Regions from separate parts of the Zea mays genome. Here all the other regions are linked to region 4. Evidence: chromatin contacts called from public Hi-C data. All regions are on one chromosome and are shown on one strand. Each heading gives the region's core, a stretch centred on a gene start, on an enhancer-like site or on the middle of the called end of the contact. The rest is flanking DNA. Distances are from core to core; before and after follow the strand shown.

Region 1 (4,860 bases), core at 585-3,084, 270 kb after region 4:
AGGTTCGCGGCGGAGTGGATCTACAGGCAGGAGGGGTTGCGACGGCCCACGAGGCGGGAGGAGGAGTTCTTGGGCGATGGAGGCGGAGGTTGTTGAGAGCGGACGCAGCGGGTGGTGGTGGCGAGAGATTCACGTGCATGCTGCTGCTGGCGGCGATGCGCATCGGGGAGGGAGGTCGGTTGGCGGATCAGATGGCGGGGGATTCGCCGCGGGCGGGAGGGAATCGCAGTGGGGGGCGAGCGGGGCGTGCGTGCGCCTGATCCGCGGGCGGGGGCAGTCTACACTGTGCCCTTAATAGTTAGTAGAGATAATAATTATATTTAAATAAATATCCCAATATCCTCGTCCTAGTATATAAGGCATATCAGCTCTAGTTCAAATACAAAATATATATATTTAATTCTCTATATACCATTGCATCGATGTACATATACATAGAGAGAGCTTATGAGACAAGAACAAAAAGTGGTTACACCTTATATTATAAGACCAAGTGAGTATATAACAACCGTAACAAAGTACAATTATGCTAATATAGATATAGGAGGAGAGAGAACACTCAAATATCACATGAGTAGGATATAGAGAGAGAAATATAGAGTATACCGTTGCACATAGTTTAAGAGAGGAGCTTTTACTAGCACCGTTCCTTCTAAATGTTGTTGTAATCGTTGTCGATGATCTCTCAAAAGTTGAGCCGTCAAGTTTATTTTTTTAAAAAAATACCAATTACTTGTTGGATACAAATACGCGCCATACAAATAATTTTTTGCATAAATCGAAATAGACGAACATTATCAAATATATCCACCAATCTTCTAACCAAATAAAAGATAAAAAATATTTTTAAAACCACTTCGAATGGGGACAGAGAGATAATTTGGATTGTTTTTAGCGACCGGAAGCTGTTTTTTAGTTACAAGAAGCAAATCAAACTAAGGGCTTGTTCGTTTCTATCGGATTGCACCCGGAATCGTTCCAGCTAATCAAAGTTTATATAAATTAGAGAAGCAATCCGGGTAGGAATTGTTTCGACCCACCAATCCGACACAAACGAACAAGGCCTAAGGCTTTCTCAAGGAATGCGAGCGTGTGAACAAGAGCGCATGTGGATGCACAAGTAGAGACGAGAAGAAGAGGCAATTTTGTGGATTTAGGGTACCAGAAAGGCCATCATATTTTCCACGTTTGTATATGCACTCTGCTGAAACCGTCTATAGTTACTTTTGGTATTATATTTTACACATCCACGTCTATCTAGGGTTGTTTTGTAGATAAAGGAATTATAGGGATTGGAGGCTTGTTTGTGATTTGAGGGATCGAACGATTTGAGAAGCTAAAATCTTTTTGTTATTCAAAATTAAATAATATAATGATTTTAATTCCTTTAATCCTCTGCTCTCATCCAAACGGGGGAATAAAATTCTTTCCTACTCATTCATCTCCAATTTTCTTATCACCAAAAGATCCTTCGGTCCCTTCCCATTACCTTGCTTCTGAGAGCATCTTTAACAGTGACTTAAATTAGTGTCGTATCTTGAAATGTAGGATTCAATTAAAAAAAACACAGCTCCAACAAACATATTTTACGTTTTTATAAAAAATATATGACACATAATGAAGTAACCTAAACATACTACACGTACAAGTGTCTTATTTTTGTTTCTACATTATTCTCAACATTTTTTTCTTAATAATGTAATCTACTTTTTTAAAATACGTAGTTGTTTAAACATTTTAAATGATATAATTTTTTAATTTTTAGAACAATATTTTGAATCACGAACCCTAATGGGTAGAATGGGACTTCCATGGACGGATGGGCCGCCTATAGGCCCTTCCGGCCTTCCCTGTTGCCCTCCCATTTTCCCTGTGTCATTCGTTGTCTTCGGTTCATCCTCTCGGCCGCCGTCTGGACTGTAGCAAGCGGTGCTGCTGTCCGCCGCGCTCCGGAGCCATGCGGGAGGGGATGAAGGAGAGGGACAGAGGTGGGAGCCCAGATGCCTCGGGCCCTCCTCCCTTCCGCGGCCCGGCGTACAAGACGAAGCTGTGCGCTTTATGGAGAGGCAGGGGCGGCTGCCCCCGCCCCAACTGCGGGTTCGCCCACGGCGAGGCTGAGCTCCGGAGGCCGCCCCCTCGCGCCTCCTTCCAGCCTCGCCCTCGGCCTGGTATGCACCACGCGCACCTCCATCCGTCTCTCCCTCTCGCTCCCATTCTCGATCTGCGCGTAGTTTGTCGTTTTAGGTTTTGCATCGCCTTACCGTATGCTTCTGGGTTTTGCCGTACCCAAATTGTTGTCGATTCCATGCCAATCTGTCGGATTAAGTTATTTGGACGTTTCATCCGAGCAAGAGAAACCAGCGCGCTCTTCTTCAAAGAGATGCATCTTCTGCCTGCTTGTCCATCTTGTTATTGGGATGATTGGTTGATGAGTAGAGGCTCCAAAGTGGTGCAGCAAACCGGCAATGTGATCCGAATCATATGTTCTCAGGAGAAGAGCTAGCAGACAGGGAAGATAGTTGCAACTGCAAGAATTATATAATGATAACAACTTGCAAGTGCATCCTTGGAGGATGTACAAATGGGGGATGCAGATGTTAATAGCTGACAGTTCTGGGAGGCTTTATAGTTTGTACTCGTGGTTGAGAAGAATCTACACTTCAATTGCATAGCAATATGATGGTTTGACACCTGAATCTTTTCTCAGTTCGTGTTATCTCATTTTTTTGTCTTCTGGTGCATATACACCACGATTCCTGTGTGGTGGTACTTAAACTGAGTGCTTGCTGTTGCAGAACACAAAAAAAAACATCAACAAGCCTGATTTCATTGCAGATAATCTTGGCATTGCTGCTTATTATTTTGATTTTACAATTGTGTCTCATGGGCAGATTTATTGAGACTGAGAATTTGAGATTGACTGCTTCCAGAGGATGACACATCCTATTTCTATCCTGGCCTTCTTTTCAGTTGACAATTGGTCATTTATGTTCAATTGAATGCTTAACCCGCCTCAGAAGAACATAATATGGAAGATATCATACATTGTATCTTGATGAGATTCATGCTATGGTCAGTGAGCCTTAATAATGCTGTTAGAAGCTTTTGCAACTAATTGAAACACGTCATTTGAATATAATGCATAAAGCTATATCCGTGGCTTTATTGTTACCTGCCCTTCAAGTATCATCTTTGAACAATTTTTTTGGCAGTCATATGGATAACATCTGACCAAGTGAAATTAAATTTATTTGCTGCTATTGGAGTTTTGGCAGATTATGCCATGATGATTGGAAATGATAGCTAATTAATTTTGGTGATTCCATCCAAATTTTCTTCAGATGATTGGTATTACAAGTACTGGATCTATTCTAAGTGGTGAATCATGACGTGTAATCATGTATTGGCATATACTCTTTCATTAGTTGTATTGGCTCGTCTGTGTTTATGGTCTATGGTGTATTGGTGTTATTGTGGACCCTCTAATTCTTGTAGCTAATTGAATAACCATTTGGCTCAAGGTTATGGTAAGCTTAATGGGTTTCTGTGTTGCCTTGTATCTGTGCAGCTCAATCTAACTTTTGTTCTTTGATGGCATAATATTTTTGTGTAAACCTTCCACCTTCCTGATTTATAGGGAGAAGGGATTACAGAGATAATGACTTTAGAGTTAGGCCTGAGAGAAGACACTCACCCTATGGGAGGTTTTCCCCTGAAAGAGATATCAGGCGTCGTTCATTTCGTGATAAGAGACAGAGAGCAAGTTCTGAAGATAGGGGTAATCACTTTTCTGTGCACACTTGCGCCAATAAAAGTTATTTGCCATTGTCCATTCTATCTTCTAACTACTCCCTGAAATTTGATTTGTAGGATCTAGTCATTCAAGATCACCTATTAGGAAGAGGTATGTAGGAACAATTATAAGGGATTCATTTCAGAAGATGCTGCTGTTTAGTTTGTTGTGCACTCAGTTAACTCTGTATATAGTTTAAATATGTTTATTCCATCAGGCTATGTGGCTAATTTATCTTCGTTTGACATTATGACCTAGTCCCTGCTAATTTGTTCCCTTTCATTTTTATCTGTGACTTCGTTTGACATTATGACTTAGTCCCTGCTAATTTGTTCCCTTTCATTTTTATCTGTGAGCTGCAATTTTAACTTTGTGGTTTGAGACCCTTTGGTCGATTCACTCGATTGTTCAACCACAATCTACCATGGAGTCTAATTATTATCCATTTATAACTTTGGGTGGGGTGTAGGGTCTTTAATATTTTGGTTTAACCAAGGCGAGTTTTGATCTTATGTTAGACATGGGATCTGTATACATGCTATTTTTTTGCAACTGTAATTGCCTATCTTTATTTTTATGTTTTATGGATTGTTCAGTGAGAGAAAACATAGCAAAAGTCCTGATGGTGGAAAAACCGATTCATCCGTAAGTTTTAGAAGTTCAGATAACGAAGACAAAGGAAAAGATGAAAGGTACTTAAGCAGTGATGAGAAAAATGGCCGTGAAGAACAAGTAAGTTTCAACTATGTGATCCATCTCATTGTCATGATAACATACAAGTGAATCTACCCCCATATTCCTAGGCCTTTTTTATATATTTACATGTGCTTTGCAGTTGAAACAAATGCATCTGGACATGGAAGCATTGCGTGAAGATAAATCAAAGCTGGAGGTTAGTTATGAATTTTCAGTACATGTCTTACATATTGATTACTCAACACCTTGAGTGGTTAATATATTCGGAGGAATTGAAATGATAATGCATGGATTCCATCAGTTCATTTTATTCGCTAGTTGATTATGGTTGTGATATATTTTGTTTAGATACTATGGTTTGAATTCCCTTC
Region 2 (5,098 bases), core at 2,463-4,962, 480 kb after region 4:
CAGGTAGATCATGGAACCGCGACAAGGGAAAACATTCCATCAATTAAAAAACAACTCTGGCCGTGGTATGGTAGGGAGGCCAAGTGTGAGAATGATGTTTTTTTTTTCTATCCATGTGAGTGACGTTGCTGAAAATTTGAAGATCAAGCTTCCTGGTGAAAAAGACGACATGACTGCATTGTGCGGCGTTATGAAGAGCTCAAGATACTGGTAGTGGATTGCCAACTCGAGCTAACAAGACACTCATCTACACAGCCACCTATACAGGCTAATTGTGAGTCGTGTGATCAACTCAACATAACATGGAGGACAGGTTCCATTTCCATGCATGTGGCTCCTGCCAATGCAGCTGCTCTCAGATTTGAAATGCACAAGTACGTACTTGCCCTAACCTTGCCCGCAGAGGATGACATCAGTGGACAGGAAACTGTCTAACTGACTACTCGTTCTCTTGTCTAACTATACAGACTTACAGAGGTGGTTAAAGCTAACGACAAAATGTTGATTGCAGCAGGAAACTTTGTTATATCCTTCTATAAACACAACACCTTCCATGAATCACAAACAGACTTTACTCTTCCGTAGGAAACTGGGTTTTTTTCCCACAGATGTAAACGATTGCAAGATAAAAATGAAATACCCATAACACTTGTTACTCAAAGCTCTGAACAAACTAGGTAGGCTACTCTAGCTTCAGTCCATGTCGATCCCTTGTGTTGGGAGGGGGGGGGGGGGGGGGGGGGGGGGGGGTACAAAGAAACTACTCATCTGGCCAAACTCCCTATCTCTATACATTGTTGATAAATCACCTTGTGTTGGGAGGGGGGGGGGGGGGGGGGGGGTACAAAGAAACTACTCATCTGGCCAAACTCCCTATCTCTATACATTGTTGATAAATCACACGGCTCCAGGGTCTATGAGACAACATCAGTAGCATTGTTACTGCTGGGCAAATGAACCGGGTCGTCATCGACCATGCTAACAATAGGAGTTTCCTGCTCCTGCTGAACATCCTGTGGAGACTCTCCAGCTGGTATGTTGATTCCAGCGAAACCGACTAGGACGGCAGCGGCTCCAACATAGTCCAGTAGATGAGGAGCATGACCGGTGAGTGTGTCCACAATGGCAGCAATCGGAACTTGGATTGTGAGGCCAGCTGTAGCAACCGTGGTTGTTGTGAGAAGGATCGCTTTCGCCCACAAGTAGTCACTCAAAACATTGTCTATCAAACCTGCAAAGAACGTCGGAATCGTAAATTAGCAGCAGTTCATTTCTCACTGTGTTATTTTAATTAATGGGTCCTCAGCATTTCTACAGGTTATTCCTACATATCACCGTGTAGCTTTATTAATAGAACTTCCATGAGTGGAGAGCAAACCTACCTTTTCCAACAACAAGACCAGCTTGTTCCCATGTGAGCCTGTGGAATGGCTCCAGCTTGGCGAAGTTCAACACCAACGCAACAGGAAAGAAAAACAACATATTGAACAGTCCCAGGAATCCCAGAAACTGAGCCATGCTCACTTGTCCTTGACCTTCTTTCTCATCGGGCAACTTTTTTCGAATCAAGGTGATGTAAACAGCGTATAAACCAGCAGAAACAATGGATAGGAAATCTCCAAGAGGAGGATTTGTAGCAATGGCATTAACTGAACTACTTGAATCAGCCAGGCTGACAATTATTGTACCTCCCATGCAGAGAAGCACACTAATTAGCTTCAACCATGTGAATGTCTCTCCAAGAAAAACTAATGCAACCAAGAAAGTGAAGAGGCTAGACGTGCTACTCAATATCGTGTTTGACTGCAAATTCACAGAAACAGAAGCATATATATTTTTTTAGACCAGACAGTGATAGGACAAAAGAAAAGTAGATCTCAGTAAAATATGGAAGTATCATTCAGTTCTTCTTAGTAACACTTACCGTGACAGTGGTGTATCTTAGAGACAGATTGAACGTAAGCTGTGCAAGGAACCAAAAGGGGCTGATTAGCATGCTCACTTGGGCCACACGAGCACGTGTCCAGCGCCCTTTTGCATCCAACCCTTTGCTGCAATCTACAACAGTTAGCTCTGCCTGGGCAGGGAAGCATGTATCTGGAACTGAAGCGTCTCCAGACAGCCTTGTTTGTGATTGATCCGAGGCAACATTGATCTCATGCCCCCCACTTTGGAGAAGATTCACACTCTCCATGTCAGAAGCCTGCTGCAGGCTTTCAGCATCCTTGAATTTCAGCTTTGTCCACAAGTCACCAATAGAATCCTCAAAGTACCGGGCAGCCTCGACTATGGGAATGTAGACAACAAACAGAGAATTGCATATATAGGTGATCAAGAACGGAGAGACACCGGCATCCACAACAGACTGCACGATGTAGCTAGCAGCAATCCATATACTGGCAACAGCAACGATGTAAATCAACCCTAGGCACCATCTCCACGAGTCTGTGCTCGTAATTTTGGTCCACATGCTAATGCTGCTTCTGCTGCCATCAGCACGCTCCGAACTTCCTGTTAAGATTGCAGACCATAAGTCCAGCATTTGGTGTAGAAAAACCAATTCGCTAAGAGCGTGGAGCATCTGTTCATCTAGAGTACTAGGAACAAAACTTAGGCAGAAGAGCATATATCTTCAGTTTGGAAGATTAAGGGCATCAACTACAAGTTGGTCCGCGACCTGCATATCCCCGCCTATGGCCCATTAAGGGCTAGTTTGGAAACTCAAATCCTCTTCGGGATTGAAGGGGATTGGAGAGGAAATTAGTTCATTTCTATCTCAATTTCCTCCAATCCTGAAGGGGATTTGAGGTTCCCAAAATAGTCCTAACAGTAACAAATCGCTTCTTTTGTTCAAATGCTGTGCCCGATTCATTCATTGCAAGCCAAGGAAGGACTCCTAAGTCCTACTGAAAACTAACCCCCACAGCAAGATTGGCGCCCATTGCTATGACAAACACTGTAGTAGACTAGTAGTGATAGCGAATGAGAAGATGAGAAAAGCACGCAAAATGATTCTATCATCCAAGTATGACGAAACCACTTGCTAGGAAATTTAATTTATTGACAAGAGCCGAGTTACCTGATGCGGAAATGGAATCGTGCTGGGATGACGAGCCCATGAATCCGAGCTCTATAGATACCGCCACGTCGCCGAACGACCAGGATCCAAGATTTCCCCACCGGCCCCCTCGGCAGCCTCACACTGCCTCAGCGAGCCACGCACCGGGCCATCCGCGAGCAATAGCGGCGGGGTTGTACGCGCCTACCAACGACCCTGCGGCCAGGCGTACGAGGCACAGCGCCGGCGCGGCCACAGGGCCTTATCGAGCTCGGCGGTGCATTCGCACGCGGATTCGGAAGATGCAGCAGTAGATCTAACCTTTGTAGAATCTGGAGCAGTTCATCCCTGGGGGCGGGCGCACGCCGTGCGTCCGCTTTGCGCGCCGGAAGCGGCCGAGAACACCCTATGAAGTCGCCGCCGCGTCCGCTGACGAACCACGAATCTGTCTCCTTTCCGTTGAGCAGAGAAGTGATCAGCAGCGGTGATCAGAATGGCTCGGCGACAGCCCAGATTCGAGCGGTGAGCAGAGAAGTGATCAGCACCGGCCGGCCACGGAGAGGCGAGGAGCCGGGGCGATAGGGAGACGACAAGCGCCAACGATACGGCCGTCTGGACTCTCGAGGGTCGGTGCGGCCATTTTTTTTTTTTTTGCCCTTTTTGGTTTTTTTTTTTGCATAATTATGTCCCTGTCAGTTTCTTTTTAAAAATGGACCCCTAGCTCGACGCCGTCATCATTGGCGCCGAGCTTGTGTGTGCCGGTGGCAATATTATTGGCGTGCATACGTCAGATGGAGGGATACCGGAGAATCTACGTGGCACATACCTCGGCACCATATATCTTGGCGCCGAGGTAGGCGCCGCCGGTCAATGACGCCTACCTCGGCGCCAAGATCTATGGCGTCGAGGTACGTGCCTATAAATAGAACCCTACGTTCGACTGATTTTGTGTGTTCATTCCTATTCTTCGAAACTAGAGATATCATCCTGATTTATAGGATATCTAGGCGTGGTAAATCTGCTAAACAAAGGTAAGTGTTGGATCCGCCTCTTATTTTATGAGTCTATTATATTTGTGATTGTTATAGAGCTTATGGAAATTTAGGAAGGGTCCTTTGACCGGAATTGCCTTCGACCCGCTGCCTTTGCCAAGTGGTGTTCCAGTGTCTATGTGTTTTTGTGGTGATCCTTGTAAGGTTTATAAGTCTGAGGATCATGACACCTATCGACAGAGGTATTGGATGTGTGCTAACTTTGCATTTGAGCCAACTATTGTTCAACGTCAGATGAATTTAATGGTGAGAATAGTCTTGTAATATGTTAACAATTTGAAGACTCGGAGTGGCGAATGTTTTTTTACCTACTAATAATTGCATGTTTTGTAGACTCCTCCACCGCTATGTGATTTTGAGCAGTGGATTGGCACAGAAATATCAGGGAAAGACAAAGAAGTGGTTGGAGAATCTTAAAAAGTCGCACCCTGGTACCAAGCTTGGTACCGCCTGTAGTCACTATTGTTGTGTAACTCATCGTTGGAATATACATTCTCAGCACCCAAATCCCATTAATTCATAAATATCAGATGATGTTGACGGAAGTCTGTTATCTTCTTTTGCTTTCGCCAGTCAAATCTACACACAAATCATATCATATAAAGAACACAAAGTTGCGAATGATTGATGTTATAAATTGCAAACTGGAATAATTGAATTTATAGATTGCAAACTTACTTGTGTAGCTCCTTAGAAGTAGGAATATCTTCAACCGGCCATATCTGGTTCCTACCAAACTGTCTCTGAACCCTGTGAGGTAGGTGCCACTCAATACACCAGAAACAGATCATAGGACATTGCATCATATAGAGTTCATCTTCACTGCTGCATACTTCACTAAAGATCATCTCATCCAACTCAGGTGCGTTGTATGGCTGCCATGTGACCTGAAATAAAAATGAAGCAATCTATGTTAAGTATAATAAAACAAATTTCATAACGATAAGATATACATGTTGAGTACTTACGCTAGAGGCCGAAAGCGTGT
Region 3 (5,197 bases), core at 124-2,623, 420 kb before region 4:
TCCTGTGTGACTGTGTCTGCCTTACTTCCCGTTACATAGGGGGGTGATGCTAATTTTCTTTATTTATGACCTGTTTAACTGAAGGTGTGAATCATTCTCGACATACCCGCGCACCTACGACCTCCTTCACGCCTGGCTCCTGTTTTCTGAGATAGAGAAGCGGGGATGTAGCCTGGAGGATCTTCTGATCGAGATGGACCGCATCCTAAGGCCTTATGGTTACGCCATCATCAGAGACAAAGTTGATGTCGTTACCTACATCAAGAAACTTTTACCAGCGCTAAGGTGGGACGACTGGACGTTTGAGATGAGGCCTAAGAAAGATGCGCTCACAATAGGTGACGAAAGAGTCTTGATCGTGAGGAAAAAGCTCTGGAATCACTCGGTGCAAGATTTGTCGTAGCAGCCGTTTCTCTTGTTTTGATCCTAACTGTAGCTAACTCTGCACCGGCGTTGTCCTAATCCTCAAATGTAATGTAGTATTCGACGCCTTCTTTTTTCTCGTGTGGTGAAATGTCAACAGTAGATTTAGCATCAGCATCAGACGCAGGCTTCAGTCCTTTTGATATACATATTACATAGTCAGTATAGTTCTCTTTCTTTACTTTTTTATAAATCCGATTCTCCACTTTGGTTCTATGAATAATTTTTTTCGCAAAACTCTTGCGTTATTCACTTTGTCAGTGGCTCAACTCTCACACCTAGATTTTTGGTTGATTGGATGTGAAGTTTTTCGAGAATCTAGCTGACTGTTGGGTTCAGCTTTTTCATCGAGTAGTTTTTCTGAGAATCTAAAACTACATATTCTACAGAAAGAATCTGAGTATCATAAAGATTAAGCGTAAAGATTACGCGCGGAAGAAGATAAAAAGTTTATAGAGTTTATGACGTAGAAAATGATGGTTTCCTACTATCGTAACGATTTACACAATTTTGTATTTATATTGACTAAATTAATTCTCATAAGAATGGACAGAAAAACTAGACGCCAACAACTTTCCGTGACAAGAAGCTGAAACAAGAGTGCCTATACCGTGTCACTGTCACGGAGGTACGGCACCAACCGACTACTGGCAGTGGCAGATACGATGAAGCTAGTTAAATGAGCTTGAAATCGCTAATGCAGGGCAAAGTGATCAAATGTTTCAAAAATACATATTTGAAAGCAGAAGGAAGCTTGCATAAACCAGCTCAAATTTATTAGCATGATTCCAGGAAAAACAGCTTCCTGTGCGGGTTCAAGCCGTCCGGAACTGTGACACGTCTGGAAGGCGGCGAGCGGGTGCGTCGGTGACTGGCATACCTGTCCGTCTAGCGCAGCCAGGCCAACGAACCCGACCCGACCTCGCCTCACTTCACTCGGGATATCCCAACAGTTCGCTGCCGTCGCCTCCGCCAGACCGCCGCCGCGACACTAGACACCAGCGCCGCGGCAGAAGGAGCAAGGGAGAAGAAGGAAAGCGGCACCCGCCGCACATACGCCGCGCGGCGGAGCCATGGCCGAGCTGCGGCACGCCACGGCGGCGGCGGCGGCGACGCGCGCCACTGGCTCCCCTTCCAAGCGCGACGCCGAGGCCGCGTCCTCGCCCTTGGTCGCGTCCCCCCGCGTCGGCGGCGGCAGGGACGGGCTCCGCCCTCACCAGAGGTGGCCGCTCCCGCCCCCCGTCCGCGCCCTCCTCGCGTGCGAGGACCCCAGGTCCCCCACCGCCTCCGCCTCCTACCGGATCCTGGTCGCGGCCATCGCCTGCTTCGCCCTCGCTGCGCTCTTCTCCGCGCCTTCCCTCTGGGCACGCCTCGTCAGTTCCTGGCTCCCTGGTCGCTTCTCTCATATCCGTTACGTTTCATCGAGATCCCTAACTCGCTGCTTACGTCGTGTTGGTGCTGGGCCCTAGAACGCTCCGTACCTGTGCCGCAAGGAGGGGATTCGGCTCCACTGCCCCAGGGTAAAGTGGCCTTCTCCTGAGCAATGCATTCCGGGGAACCTGATTTCGCATGCAATGTGACTGGAGACTGAATGTGATTTTGTCTGGCTTGGTATTACGCTGTAGGTCAGCCAGCCAGACTCTCTGTGGGAGAATCCTCATGCAGCAGCAACTTCGTGGAAGCCGTGTGCTGAGCGTCAGAGACATGAGGTCTCAGGCAAGTACAAAATCAGAGTGTTCTGGCTAAAATGCAGATGCTAATTGTGCTCCTAGTTTGCTGTATTTATCACCCTGAGTTGTATTATTGACTTGGGTGTGAGCCATGACAGTTTTTCATTTGATGATGTGCCACTCTCCGTTTGGAATTACACTGGTTGGAGAAAATAATCATGGACGCACAATCTGCATAAGGGCAGAGTAAATTTGAAGTACAACGATTATGCCAAGAAAAAAGTTGCAAATAATAACCTCTTTGATTCCAATAGTGCCTGTTAAAGATATGATGTTGCCACTTGCGAAAGGGACTCTAGCGTAATGGTTAAGGCTTTTGAGTAGCACCTCCAGGTCCCGGGTTCGATCCCCTTCGGGACGAATTTCTGGATTGGTTAAAAAATTCTCGCTGTGTCTTGCTCGCTCTAGGGTTACGTCATGCGCGTCACCCTCCGGCTGGGCCTTTGCAGAGTGGACGGTGACGGCCCGCTAGTGATAGGGGGCCAGGGTTCGAAGATTTTCTTGGCCGGGATCATGTTTCGGTCTATTCTTAATATAATATCGGGAGGACAGTTTTTCCCTACCCGGCCGAGTTTTTTTTAAGACATGATGTTGTCACGCCAAGCATGTGTATAAAAATTAATCTATCTGAAGCAAAATGGAGTCTAAACAGGCTCATCCAATTTGTTAGCACATCTGATAACTTAAAGCACCTTATAAGCACTTGTCGATTTTCTTACCAAAGTGCCATGTCTAAGGAAGGATCTCCATTGTACATGGCAATATGCCCTCTTAGGAAAGAATTTTAACTTTGCAAGGCACGGCTTTTCAAATTGTGTAGTTCTTCATTATTGTTTTCGTTTATCAATCTGCAACTTTAGCACAAGACAAACATTCACTTGAAGCTATGGCTCGTTCTTGACAACAACCAGTTTGTTCTCCATTTTGCAGACCTCGTGTCAGAGAATGAAACTTCTGGGTTTATATTTATTCACGCTGAGGGTGGATTAAACCAGCAACGTATAGCTGTACGCATGTTTCTTTCACAAAATTTTCACCTTGAGTAGTTGCCTTGTAAAGAGTAGACACCTGACTTATTTTGCTATTTAGACTTAAAATGGAAAATGTTGATCTTGCTAAACTTTTTTCTACTTTATGAGGTTTCATTCTTAATACTAGAGTTTCAGAAGATCATCATTCTGTTGCCAGTTTTTTTGTGCTCATGTTATCTTAGTAGCATTGCATGTTTATTAATTTTGTTAGGATATTTGATTTGTTCACAGATATGTAATGCTGTTGCAATTGCTAAGATAATGAATGCTACACTTATTCTGCCAGTGCTAAAACAGGACCAAATATGGAAAGATCAAACGTAAGTGATGAACTATTACTTCCTTTTAAACAGCTTATGGTTACCCTTTTTGTTTACAATATGTGTTCTATTTTCATGGTTCCTGTAGTAGTTAAGAACTTCTATCTCTTTCTGCAGGAAATTCGAGGACATCTTTGATGTAGACCATTTTATAAATTATTTGAAGGAGGATGTGCACATTGTTCGAGATATTCCTGACTGGTTTACAGAAAAGGATGACCTTTTCACTAGTATAAAGTTAGTTGTTTCATTTTCAGCTATCCATTGTGCCTTAACTGCTATCTACTGAATATTGGCGATACTACTTTTTTCATCAATATAAGCACTTCTTTTTTTCATCAATATAAGCACTTCGATTGTTAGTGAGGATTATTACATCTCAGCCACATGAACCAGAAGGGCAACCTGACTAGCAATTGCTGCTGGACTTGTATTGTTCACTTTTCTTTTTGCAAGAGTTATTATCCCTACGTAATTTTTTTTGCAGCTAGAGATTGTGTTTGAACTCTCGCCTTAAGGTTTTGTATGTTTGTTGTAACAGGCGCACTGTGAAAAATGTCCCAAAGTATGCATCAGCACAATTTTATATTGATAATGTGCTTCCAAGGATCAAGGAGAAAAAGATAATGTCTATCAAGCCATTTGTTGATAGGTTAGGGTAAGTGTATCACACCATCAAGATGGCAATATAAGTATTAAGTAAACCATTGTCCTAGCCTTTAGATACATCTTTAGATGCATGTATACGCATTCTGTTTCAGATATGATAATGTTCCAATGGAGATTAACCGACTGAGGTGCCGAGTTAATTATCATGCTTTGAAGTTTCTACCTGACATTGAAGAAATGGCTGACAAGCTAGCAACAAGGATGAGGAATCGAACAGGAAGTTTAAATCCATACATGTAAGCTTAGTCTGCTCTCTTCTATTAAGAGTCGGCTGTCTGCAGTTGACAAATTGATATCTCATGCTCGACCACACCTGCTTCCAAAGGGCTCTTCACTTGCGATTTGAGAAAGGAATGGTGGGCCTTTCATTTTGTGATTTTGCTGGAACCCGGGAGGAGAAAGCTATGATGGCTACTTACAGACAACAACAATGGCCAAGGCGGTACAAGGTGATGCCAACTTCCATTTTTTTCTTTTAACACCACATTTTTTTCAGTTTTTATTAAAGAATGGTCCGTCTTTCTTCGGTGGAGAATGCACTATCTGAATATACTGTTCTCTTGTTGCTTGCAGAATGGATCACACTTATGGCCACTAGCGCTACAAAAGAGAAAAGAAGGCCGATGCCCCCTTGAGCCTGGGGAAATAGGAATCATTTTGCGCGCGATGGGGTATACGAAGGAAACTCAGATATATGTTGCATCAGGGCAGGTGTATGGTGGGAACAACAGAATGGCACCCTTGAGGAATATGTTCCCCAATATGGTTGGTTCTTGTGAAGTTACTTCATCTAGCATGTCTTTCCGTTTCTGCCTTTGCTATTTAAAATATAGCCAGCGTGCAAATAGTTGAGATAGCTTCTTGTTACCGCTGTAGTATATTTATAGAATCTGCCCAAGAAACAACTAACCAAGGTACATACAACTGAGCTAGCCTTTGCTAAATTCAGGTTAGCAAAGAAGATCTCGCAAGCAAGGAAGAGATGGAGCCTTTCAAGAAGCATGTAACCAGCCTTGCTGCGCTG
Region 4 (4,950 bases), core at 668-3,167:
TGGGACATCAATTCATCAGTCCTAGCAAAATATCCAAATGAGGCGGCATGTTATAAACCACAGCATTATCCTGTACTTCATCGAACCAGGAACACACAATCCGAAACAAGAGCATCAGCAGATGCAAACCTTTCCACTCTCTTTTCACAAGGCAACACAAAAGTACTAAGCAATGTCTCAAGGGGGAAAAAATAGGAAATGTGATATGATATGAATGTAACAGTAGACTATGTAGTAGCACACACTGCAAAAAGAGGCCACGCCCAGATGCAAGCCACTTCGGAATTGATCAAAGACAAACTTCTCAAGCTTCTGCTTCTTCTGCTGCTGCCTCGGGTGATTCAAGTTCAACCACCCGTGCCTGGTAGGGCGTAACGAGATTGCCATCGTCCCCTGCAGCAGTGAAGAAGGATCGCTTCCCGACCAAATCAGCAACACGCTTGGCACATCCCGAGTCACGCGGGCTCTCATCAGAAGGCGGCATGGTCCTAATCCTTGGGAGCAGCTCTGCAACCTTGGCAAGTTCTTCAGGAGACAACTCGTCGTTCGGCGGCTCAGTGAGATTTACTCTGGTCTCAGTAGCCGATCCTGGGAGAGACTGCTTGCATCGGTTGCCTTGTGTCACAGCTGCTAGGGAGGAGCCAGGTGGGATGCTGTAGCGGCTCGGGACAACCCTGACCTTGGAGCTCCCCGCCGGCCTCTTCGTCGTGGCTACATTGCTGGTGTGATTGACCGCTTCGCTCCCTCCCCTCGTCGCCTCTGTAGGCTTGGCATTTCCCGCTCTTGTCTCGGCAGCCTTGGAAGTGGACTGCCTCCTGAACCTGCTGGGGCTTATGCTCCCGCTCCTCGCCTTGGCTCTGCTTGCTGCGGTGCCTTGCCTGGCATCCAGTGGGTGCCTGGCATTGCTGGATGGCCACGGTCTGGCGGGGACGGCGTGCTCCTTGGAACGCTGGCCTTCCTCCTCTCGAACGGCACCGAGCCTGTTGTTGGAGAAGTGCTTGACCCGCGCCGCCGCCCCGGGCTTGCTGCCGACGCCGTGGTGGATCTCCAAGGGCCCGAGGCTGACGCCCCGGCGCCGCTGCACGGGAGGCTCCTTGATCGGCCTGAGGATCGGCCGCGCGGCGCCGCCCTCGCCCTGAATCTTCCTCTTCGGTGCGGCAGCGGCGGCGGCGGAGGAGCGGAGGACCCTAGGGTTCGTGGCGACGATCTCGAGGGGCCCGAGGCTGGAGCTCCGGCCTCGCGGCGCCGCCGGGGCCTGCTTGATAGGCTTTTTCAAGCCCTGCGCGGCGCTCGGCTGCTGCTTGTCGGTGAGCGGGTCGGAGTCGACGGCAGCGGCGACGTCGAGCTGGCCCAGACTGAGCCCCCGCATCCGCGTCCGCGCGACCTGTCCACGCTTGGGCGGCTCCGTCTGCTTGGAGGTGCGGAGGTGGTGGAGGCGGGAAGACAGGCGCAGGATCTCCGCCTCGATGTGGTAAATCTCGGCCTCAACGTCGTCGACCTCCGCCTCAACGTCGGGCTCGGGGCGGTGGTTCTCCTTGTCCCCCTCGCGGGCGCTCGCGGGCGCAGGGGAATGGGCGTGCCACGCGGAGGCGGAGGCGGAGGCATGGTCGAAGGCGGCGTTGTTCCAGACGTGCACCAGCGGGATGAGCGGGTCCTCCTCCATGGCCCCGGTGCCGCCGGAGAGCCCCTGTGTTTCGTCGTCCCGTCGAGGATCGGCACGAGCAGAGAGATCAGGGCGGAAGCAAGCCAGCAGAACACAGCCCCCCGAACCAATCCAAACGAGCAATCGAAATTCCAAACCAGACGGACGGATACCTGGCCCGGACGATCGATCGACGGGTGAGCGGAGGCTGGGAGAGCGAATTCCCCCTCACGCCCTCGCGTGATCTGAGGCGCGATTGGTTGGGGTTTTCGAAACTCGCGGTGCGATGCGGTGCGGGGAAAGATGAAAGAGAGGTTTAAGAGGCGGGGGTGTCAGTACTCGACCGTTGGGGGATAGGGAAAACACGCTCACTGACAGTATGGGCCACGCTGCGAGTAGTAGTTGGGTGGGGCTGGGCCGTGGCAGGCTCAGACGGGAGAGGTAGACGTTGCAGGAGCCAGGAGCGCTCCCGCTCCGGCTCCGTCTTGTGCTCTTGGCGCCGTGTCCGTGTGCCACTGCCGCGCCGGATAGACTACCGTTGGACGTTGGTCCGTTGCTGCGGGGCGTCGCATGTCCCGCGCCCCGCGGTCCAGCCCGTTGCGCGCGTCGAGCCGACGCGACGCCCTACCAGTTCAGCTGAAGAGCACAGTGCCAGATTAGTCCAGCAGAGTACATCAGGTTTCCTTGCTCCGATCCAAGCCAGTCCAGCTGCATGCGTACACTTCATTGTCTGATCTCTGGCTGATAGGATTCAGTACCAAAGTTGCACAGACACATGTAGCTTTGTTTGTTTGGTTTAATGCATATTTATATGTGTGTTCTGGTTTCCTCTTGGTTTGGATGGTTACCGGCCGTCAGCATGCACGTTAAGTAAAACCGCGATCACTGAGGTCTTGTTCGGTAGGCTGTATTTATTACACAATGGGATCTAATACAGGGCGGGATTGAGTGAATCCATCTCATGTTACCTAAACCATGTATGTTTCAATTACAACTAGGATTTAATACATGGCCCATTTTTACTGTTCGGTTAATCCATGCCGACATCACACACACCTGCGGTGAGGCATTTTTAGTTGATCGGCGCTCAAGTCATAGCTGATTGTAATGAGACTAATCATTTATCGGCCGGCAGCATGTACACTATAATGAGACTAACCATCATAAAAGCTCCCCAAGGCCTCATATAAAGGAAAAGACTTGTTGCGGAACTTTGTAGCCTTAGGATGAGAAGTCAGTATATTTTTTCCATAAATCTGGGTTAGCCATAATCCTCCCTATCTTCTCATCAACATGAGCTCCACTTTGATTATTTGCATCCTTTAGCAACCTATAGTCCCTTTCAGTTCTCTTTCCTTATCTTGTATTTGTGTCTTTGTGAAATAGACATATTGTTCCCTCTGATGAAATTCCTTGACAATTTTGTTCCATGCTTATGTTGTCCATCCATTTTGACCCCTATAATCAGCTGTTTTGTGCTCATGCAAAAGGTCCACAAGAGTCTTCTCTAGAGTTGAGTTCCAAGCGGCTCTTAATTTCTCTACACAAGACAAGGAAGAAACACCAGTTGCAGAATTCCAAGAGGCTCTTAATTTCTCTTGATTTGTCTACTTGCATACCTTTTGGAGAACCTCCATGCTTTCTTGGATCACCAGCTTTAGGAGAAGGCTTCTTTGTTGCACTTTTCGATAAGAGCATGTTGATTCTTGGAGAACCCCTTCCAAACATGGCTACATAGATAAGTTGCATAAGTTTGATAATCAGAAAAACATGAACTTTGTCGATACCCTGAAAATAGGGTACCCCTTACTACTGTATAAATACACAGTGCCCACGCGGCTATCCCTTAGTCGTGTGGTAAGGGTGTTGTGTATGGGACCAAGCCACGACTCGCCCCAGTCTCGGGCGACTACTCTGGGTCCACAGCAGCGCCCGACTCCACCACATGGGTGGGTCCGAAGCCGCCACGTGTCCGGAGAAGGTGATATACCCCAAAGCATCAACAGTAAGTCCGGACACCCGCGGGAGAGCGCCGGACCCCTGGATATACAGTCCGGACCCCCAAGGTTGGTCTAGGACCTCCACGTGTGCAAGCCGGACCCCTGGAATGAGATCCAGACCCTCCCGTATAGGGTCCGGGCCGCCCACAATGGGGTCCCAAGGTCCTAGGACAGAACATACATGGGCCTTGAACAGGACCCAAGCGGGGGTCCGGTACCGACACGTGTCTAGACCTAGTCTGGTGCGGACCTGTCCACATACATTTCTGCTCCCCGTCCAGGCGGAGGCCCGATGCTGCCACGTGGCCTACTGCACGTGTCGTAAGCCAACGGGCGGAGCCTGACGTAAGGCCTCCGGGTTACGCGGTCTCTGCATTTATTGAGGATAAGGCGTGCCGCCTGTCCATTTCACTGGCAGGCGGTGTGCCGCCTCCGCATTTATTGAGACCTGTCCATTCCGCTGGCAGGCGATGACCTGTCCATTCCGCTGGCAGGCGGCGACCTGTCCATTCCGTAGGCGGCGTGCCTGTCCATTCCGTAGGCGGCGTGCCTGTCCATTCCACTGGCAGGCGGCACGCCCATACTGCCGCGTGCACTACGCCCATCATTGCTCGCACGTACCAAGGAAGCAGCCGCCGCATATCAATACTGCGCGGACTGCGGACACCACGGGGGAAATAGGGTCAAACCTTTTCCTATATGAATTTTGGTGGTTGAATCACCCAACACAAATTATTGAACTAACTAGTTTGCTCTAGAATATATGTTCTACAGGTGCCAAAGGTTCACAACAAACCAATACAAAGACAAAAGAAAGGGTTCAAAACAAAGGAGCAAAGTTCAACCGAAGGCAGCCCTGGTCTGGCGCACTGGACTGTCCGGTGCACCACCGGACAGTGTCCGGTGCACCAGGGAGGAACGAGTCTGAACTTGCCAGCCTCGGGAATTCGGGGAGCCGCTCTGCTATAATTCACCGGACTGTCTGGTGTAACACCGGACTGTCCGGTGTGCCAGCAGAGCAACGGCTACTTCGCGCCAACAGTCGTCTGCAAATGAACAGTGACAGCAAATAGTGCGCGCCTGCGCGCGCCGAAGTCAGAGCAGGCGCCAGAAGGCGCACCGAACAGTGAACAGGACCTGTCCGGTGCACCACCGGACTGTCCGGTGGCCCCACATGTCAGAGCTCCAACGGTCGAACCCTAACAGTTGGGTGACGTGGCTGGCGCACCATACAGTGTCTGGTGGCACACCGGACTCTCCGGTGCGCCATACGATAGAAGCCTTCACCAACGTCCATTTTGGTGGTTG
Region 5 (5,115 bases), core at 1,112-3,611, 420 kb after region 4:
CCGAAAGACGACGAACTCCGCCTCGCCCGACCCCAGGGCTCGGACTCGGCCTCGGCCCCGGAAGACGACGAACTCCGCCTCGCCCGACCCTAGGGCTCGGACTCGGCCCTGGCCTCAGCCGACGGTCTCCGCCTCGCCCGACCCAGGGGCTCGGACTCGACCTCGACCTCGGAAGATAGGCTCGACCTCGACCTCGGAAGATAGGCTCGACCTCGACCTCGGAGGAGCCTCCGCCTCGCCCAACCCAGGGCTCGGACCGACCACGTCACAGGAGGGGCCATCATTACCCTACCCCTAGCTAGCTCAGGCTACGGGGAACAAGACCGGCGTCCCATCTGGCTCGCCCCGGTAAACAAGTAATGATGGCGCCCCGCATGCTCCATGACGACGGCGGCTCTCAGCCCCCTTACGGAAGCAAGGAGACGTCAGCAAGGACTCGACAGCCCCGACAGCTGCCCTTCCGCCAGGCTCCAGCGCTCCTCCGACGGCCACGACATCATGAACAGGGTGCCAAAACCTCTCCGGCTGCCACGACGGCATGTACTTAGGGAACTAGCTCCTCTCTGCTAGACACGTTAGCACACTGCTACATCTTCCATTGTACACCTGGACCCTCTCCTTATGCCTATAAAAGGAAGGTCCAGGGCCCTCTTATAGAGGGTTGGCCGCGCGGGGAGGACGGGACGGCGCGTGCAGGCCTCTCGCTCCCTCCCACGCGGACGCTTGTAACCCCCTACTGCAAGCGCACCCGACCTGGGCGCGGGACAAACACGAAGGCCGCGGGTTTCCCCTTTTACGCCTGTCTCCCTCCGGTTTTCCCCCCTTCGCGCTCCGTCTCGCGCCGACCCATCTGGGCTGGGGCACGCGACGACAATTTACTCGTCGGTCCAGGGACCCCCCGGGGTCGAAACGCCGACACTATTGTATCTAACAATTTGTCAAAGAAAGTCTTAGCTTTTCTATGGATTAAATCTCATTTACTCTTCTGTGCTAAGCTAATACTAAATTCTACGTTGTTTAGTTTCAGCGTAAAGTCTATGGTGTTTCGTTTCAGCTTGGACTGGGATAAGAAAAAATGAAGTATGTCTCTTGGCCTTGCCTTCAGACTTACGGTGATTCACGACATGTATATTTTCCTATGGAGGTACTGTATTCCACGATCATTCAGTTGTACCAGCTGCTTGATGCCTGACCTTTTCTGTTCCTTTAGCTTTTTAGGTGTTATATCCTAAATTTGGTTGTTGCTGGAAGGTATTGTATCACTGAATAACTAGGCAGAAAACATTTATGAGGTCCTCACATCTAAATGCTACAAATTGGTGGAATGATAAATTTTTATCACTCATTTGTTCTTGTTAAAAGAAGCTCGTAAGGATGCACTGGCACCATAGTTTTTGTTTCTTTTCATTTGTCTCAGTAATTTTTTACAAAAGACTCAATATTATCTTTAGCATATGGTGCTTTCAAATTGTAAATTTGTGTGTGCCATCACAACGCACAACAACTTCCACAAATAGGGCCTTTATTTGGACGTTTGTAAGGCCTATACAACAACAAATGGTTGAAGGAGATTTAGTGAAATTTGTTCGTCGAGAAGCTAAGCGAATGCATTGAAGCCAACTTGTGTCATTCGAGACCTTGTTCAAAGGTATCTGAATCTTCAGTCTTGAACAGTGAATCAGTTACTTTTGTTGTATAGTTAGGTATCCTGATATTATGCAAATGAATTTGATTGTGTAGTTCTTAAATTAGTCACACACATGGTCATAGAAGGTAATACATTCAAGTCAGGTGTATTGGATTACGTTTTATAGGTGTGGGTGGTAATAGTCGTGACTGCCATTTAGTAAATATGCTAAAAATCATTTGTTCCAGTGCAGCTTGTTCATGATTTTTGGTACATATTTTCTTTCATACGACTTATCTCCCCCCTCTGCAAAATAGGGAGAAAACATCAGACATAAGTAAAATACATCACACCCACTAACTCATAAGTTGATTCACTATAGAACACTATCTTTCTTTCCTGTCTTTTACCTTGTCCATGTTCAGTCATTTGCTCTTGGATTCCTAGCAATTTATGAAATGTAGTTATATAGCATTCTATGGAAAGAAATGTATGTGGAGAAACATATTCTAGGTGTTTACATCATATTAGAACCTGTCAAGTATTCCCTCACTTCCATTCTTCTATCGTGGTCTCTTCTAATTGGTTTGTCGTTGCAACGCACGGACACTCACCTAGTTAGAATACTTAAAAATCGAACAGTGGATGGATCCTGGCGGCTCTAACCCTCGCGCTAAAATAAAGAAGCGCAGCGTCTGGGCTGGGCTCAGCGAGGGGAACGTCTTAACAGGCCGCGTTGCTAGGCCTGCGCAGCGTGCGGAGGAGGTGCAGCTGCGCCTGGGCCCGTCTGCTCCCTTGGATTGCAGGGAACGCCAGAGATACGCATCGACGGCCGGGAGCTGTCACGGACCCTCTCCTCCTCCTCCCCTGTCCCGTGAGTCGTCTCAGCCGCCGCCGGCTCTCGGAGCCCTACCCTTCTTTCGTCGGAGCCCTACCCTTCTTCTCGTCGGAGCCCATGGACCGGCAACCCCAGGACTACGCGGCTGCGGCCATGGCGTACGCACAGGGGCAGCAGCCACCGCCGCCGCAGTACGGCGGGTACCACCCACAGGCGCCGCCGCCTCAGTACCCGCCCCACCCTTACGGCGCGCCGCTCCCGCAGTACCGGCCCGCGCCCTATGCGCGCCCCATGCCGCCTGCCTACTCGCACCTGCTGCCGCACCAGCAGCCGCCTCCCCCGTACGCAGCGCACCCGCCGCCGCCGCACGCCTTGTCCACGCCCTCCCCGCCGCCGCCGCACCACCCTTACATGCACCCGCCACCGTTCGAGTCCGCCCCGCCTCCTCCGGCCGCTCCACCCGCCGATCCGGAGCTCCAGAAGCGCATCGACAAGCTCGTCGAGTACATCGCGAAGAACGGGCCGGATTTCGAGGCCATGATCCGCGACAAGCAGCACGACAACCCGGACTACGCCTTCGTCTTCGGCGGGGAAGGTCACGCCTACTACAGGTACATGCTCTGGCTCTTGCCGCGCCCGCCGGTGCCCGCGCCCTACCCGCCGGCCTCGATGCATATGATGCCGCCTATGGGCCCTATGATGAGGGGACCGCCGATTCACCAGCCGGGGTACCCGCCATTCTATGACCAGCACCAGCAGTTTGCTGCTGCTCACGGCCATGGGGACTATGAAGCTGCGGCGCAACCATTCAAGGGACTGTCCGGACCGCTCCCTGCAGATGTTGCTGCTGAGCTCCAAGATGTGCTTATCAATCTTAATGGCACTAAGGAATCAATAAAGGGAGCGAAGTCATGGTTTATGCAAAGATTGCCGTTCGCGCCGGCTCTGGCTGAAGCTCTTAAGGAGAGAGTATTTGTGTTGGAGGATTCGGAGCGGCAGCTGCACATAATTTTCCTGGTGAACGATATTCTTTTTGAAAGGTATGGCTTGATTTGTTTCCTATGTTTATTAAAGTAGGACTTCTTACTTTAGGCCTTTTATTTGTTAATTGTAGTTCTTCCGATGACAAATATTCCTTATGCTCATTTTGATGAATACTTCAGTTATCATGCTGAATAACATACCAGTGCATGAAGTGTTATCTAACCACCATATATTGTTTCTATATCTCATTGCTGTAGTGCAGCAGTTTGTAGAGTGACTAATTCATATGTTCAGCATCCACCAATGATTTCAAGTCGTCTGGTCGAACCCTGGGACCGACTAGGCGACTTATATATATATATATATATATATATATATATATATATATATATATATATATATATATATATATATATATATATATATATAACCTACATACATTATATAAATTAGAACAACCAGCTAGGATAAACAAAATAACTGATTGCTTTATTGTGATTTGTTACTTACCTGAACCTGACTACCTAGCAATGGCTTAGGAGTAAAGCAGTAAGCCAGCAACCATCCACTAGTTCGGCACTGGGCACGGGCAAGAAATACAGAGAAGGGGGTAGGAGGAACCTTGAGATGACGAGCTCATCTCGTCAATGGTGCTGGTCTGCTGGAGAGTGGAGACGCCGGTAGTTTGTCACAGTCGTCGTCGGTGCTCTATCACAGCTGCCGTCAGTACTGGCCGTCTGGACTGCAGCAGCCGAGCAGGCAGAGGCACCGGTGGAGCAGGCCATCAGAGGGGCAAAGGTGAGCAGTCGCCGGTGTTCTGTGGCCGCTGGAGCTCGATGTCCGGTCTGGGGTGCAAGGGCAGCCTTCGGCGACCAGGTAGGTCTGAAGGCTGGAGGTCGGGCACGAGAGGAGGTGTACGTGTACAGCGTTTTGGCAGCCGGGCAGCTGGGTATGGGCAGAGGAGAGAAGAGGCCAGACTAAATGATACTGTAGATGGACTGAAAATGGCCCCATACCAAAACCCTAGCCGGGCGACCAGGAAACAGTAAGTGGACAATTAGTTGCCCTAATCGACGATTAGTCGGACGACCAGCCCATTTAGTCGGGTCGTCTGCCTAATCGGACACAAACAGGCGACCAGCCTGACTAATCGTTGACCAGTCAAAAGAGCCAGAACCATGACCAGTACTGGATTTGACCTCTGTTGTGCCAGTCTATACAGTGGTCTGAGGTAATCCGGCCATCCTGGCCTGTACTAGAATGAGATTAACAACTGTGTCTGTAATCAGATCTTAGTTTCCATGTAGCATAAGGAAGTGCTAAATATGGTATAAATTTAGACACTGCAATAGGAGGGGGCCATGTGGGGAAATAGAAATGCATGTATCAAGTTGAAATGAAGTTTTACTATATGTTTTAAATGGGCTGATGATATTGAATAATACCCAAATAGATTGGAATTGTTCAGATGACTAAGGGCTTGTTCGTTTCACCCTTAACCCATGTGGATTGGGTGGTATTGAGTCAGTTTAAGTCAATAGTAAGTCAAAATCCATCACAATCCTTTCCAATACACTCCAATCCACATGTAATTGGAATAACCGAACAAGGCCTAAGGATTTTGTTTGGTTAGGATAATGCATGACACCCGTCACCCGATCAAATG

Evidence for each region. A called contact is a pair of places that touch in the nucleus more often than the background predicts.
Region 1: a Hi-C map of leaf shows a contact between it and region 4, with 3 times the contacts expected there. The contact joins the promoter of LOC100273103 here to the promoter of LOC100384146 in region 4. A contact is called at or near these places in 6 of 25 Hi-C or Micro-C datasets (ear, endosperm, leaf and 2 more).
Region 2: a Hi-C map of tassel shows a contact between it and region 4, with 2.9 times the contacts expected there. The contact joins the promoter of LOC103629629 here to the promoter of LOC100384146 in region 4. A contact is called at or near these places in 2 of 25 Hi-C or Micro-C datasets (ear and tassel).
Region 3: a Hi-C map of ear shows a contact between it and region 4, with 2.9 times the contacts expected there. The contact joins the promoter of LOC100286190 here to the promoter of LOC100384146 in region 4. A contact is called at or near these places in 2 of 25 Hi-C or Micro-C datasets (ear and tassel).
Region 5: a Hi-C map of tassel shows a contact between it and region 4, with 4 times the contacts expected there. The contact joins the promoter of LOC100216800 here to the promoter of LOC100384146 in region 4. A contact is called at or near these places in 2 of 25 Hi-C or Micro-C datasets (ear and tassel).

What each region holds. Positions count from the first base shown.
Region 1 is chr6:99,391,487-99,396,346 of Zm-B73-REFERENCE-NAM-5.0, forward strand. It overlaps LOC100273103, which reads left to right and starts at 1,835. Exons shown (of 10, transcript NM_001360206.1): 1 at 1,835-2,168; 2 at 3,638-3,778; 3 at 3,871-3,904; 4 at 4,390-4,525; 5 at 4,629-4,685. The coding sequence starts at 1,958. It also overlaps the pseudogene LOC109940478.
Region 2 is chr6:99,603,318-99,608,415 of Zm-B73-REFERENCE-NAM-5.0, forward strand. It overlaps LOC103629629, which reads right to left and starts at 3,713. Exons shown (of 5, transcript XM_020539316.3): 1 at 3,080-3,713; 2 at 1,925-2,511; 3 at 1,383-1,803; 4 at 902-1,231; 5 at 555-809. The coding sequence starts at 3,119. The coding sequence ends at 915.
Region 3 is chr6:98,700,618-98,705,814 of Zm-B73-REFERENCE-NAM-5.0, forward strand. LOC100286190 (auxin-independent growth promoter-like protein) reads left to right here and starts at 1,374. Exons shown (of 11, transcript NM_001159078.2): 1 at 1,374-1,796; 2 at 1,893-1,943; 3 at 2,049-2,139; 4 at 3,084-3,160; 5 at 3,416-3,504; 6 at 3,622-3,741; 7 at 4,046-4,162; 8 at 4,266-4,409; 9 at 4,499-4,622; 10 at 4,747-4,938; 11 at 5,123-5,197. The coding sequence starts at 1,497. It overlaps LOC103629621 (probable methyltransferase PMT9), which reads left to right. Exons shown (of 8, transcript XM_008650704.4): 8 at 85-628. The coding sequence ends at 403.
Region 4 is chr6:99,123,414-99,128,363 of Zm-B73-REFERENCE-NAM-5.0, forward strand. LOC100384146 reads right to left here and starts at 1,918. Exons shown (of 1, transcript NM_001176725.1): 1 at 105-1,918. The coding sequence starts at 1,663. The coding sequence ends at 305.
Region 5 is chr6:99,540,967-99,546,081 of Zm-B73-REFERENCE-NAM-5.0, forward strand. LOC100216800 reads left to right here and starts at 2,362. Exons shown (of 3, transcript NM_001143199.2): 1 at 2,362-3,505. The coding sequence starts at 2,583.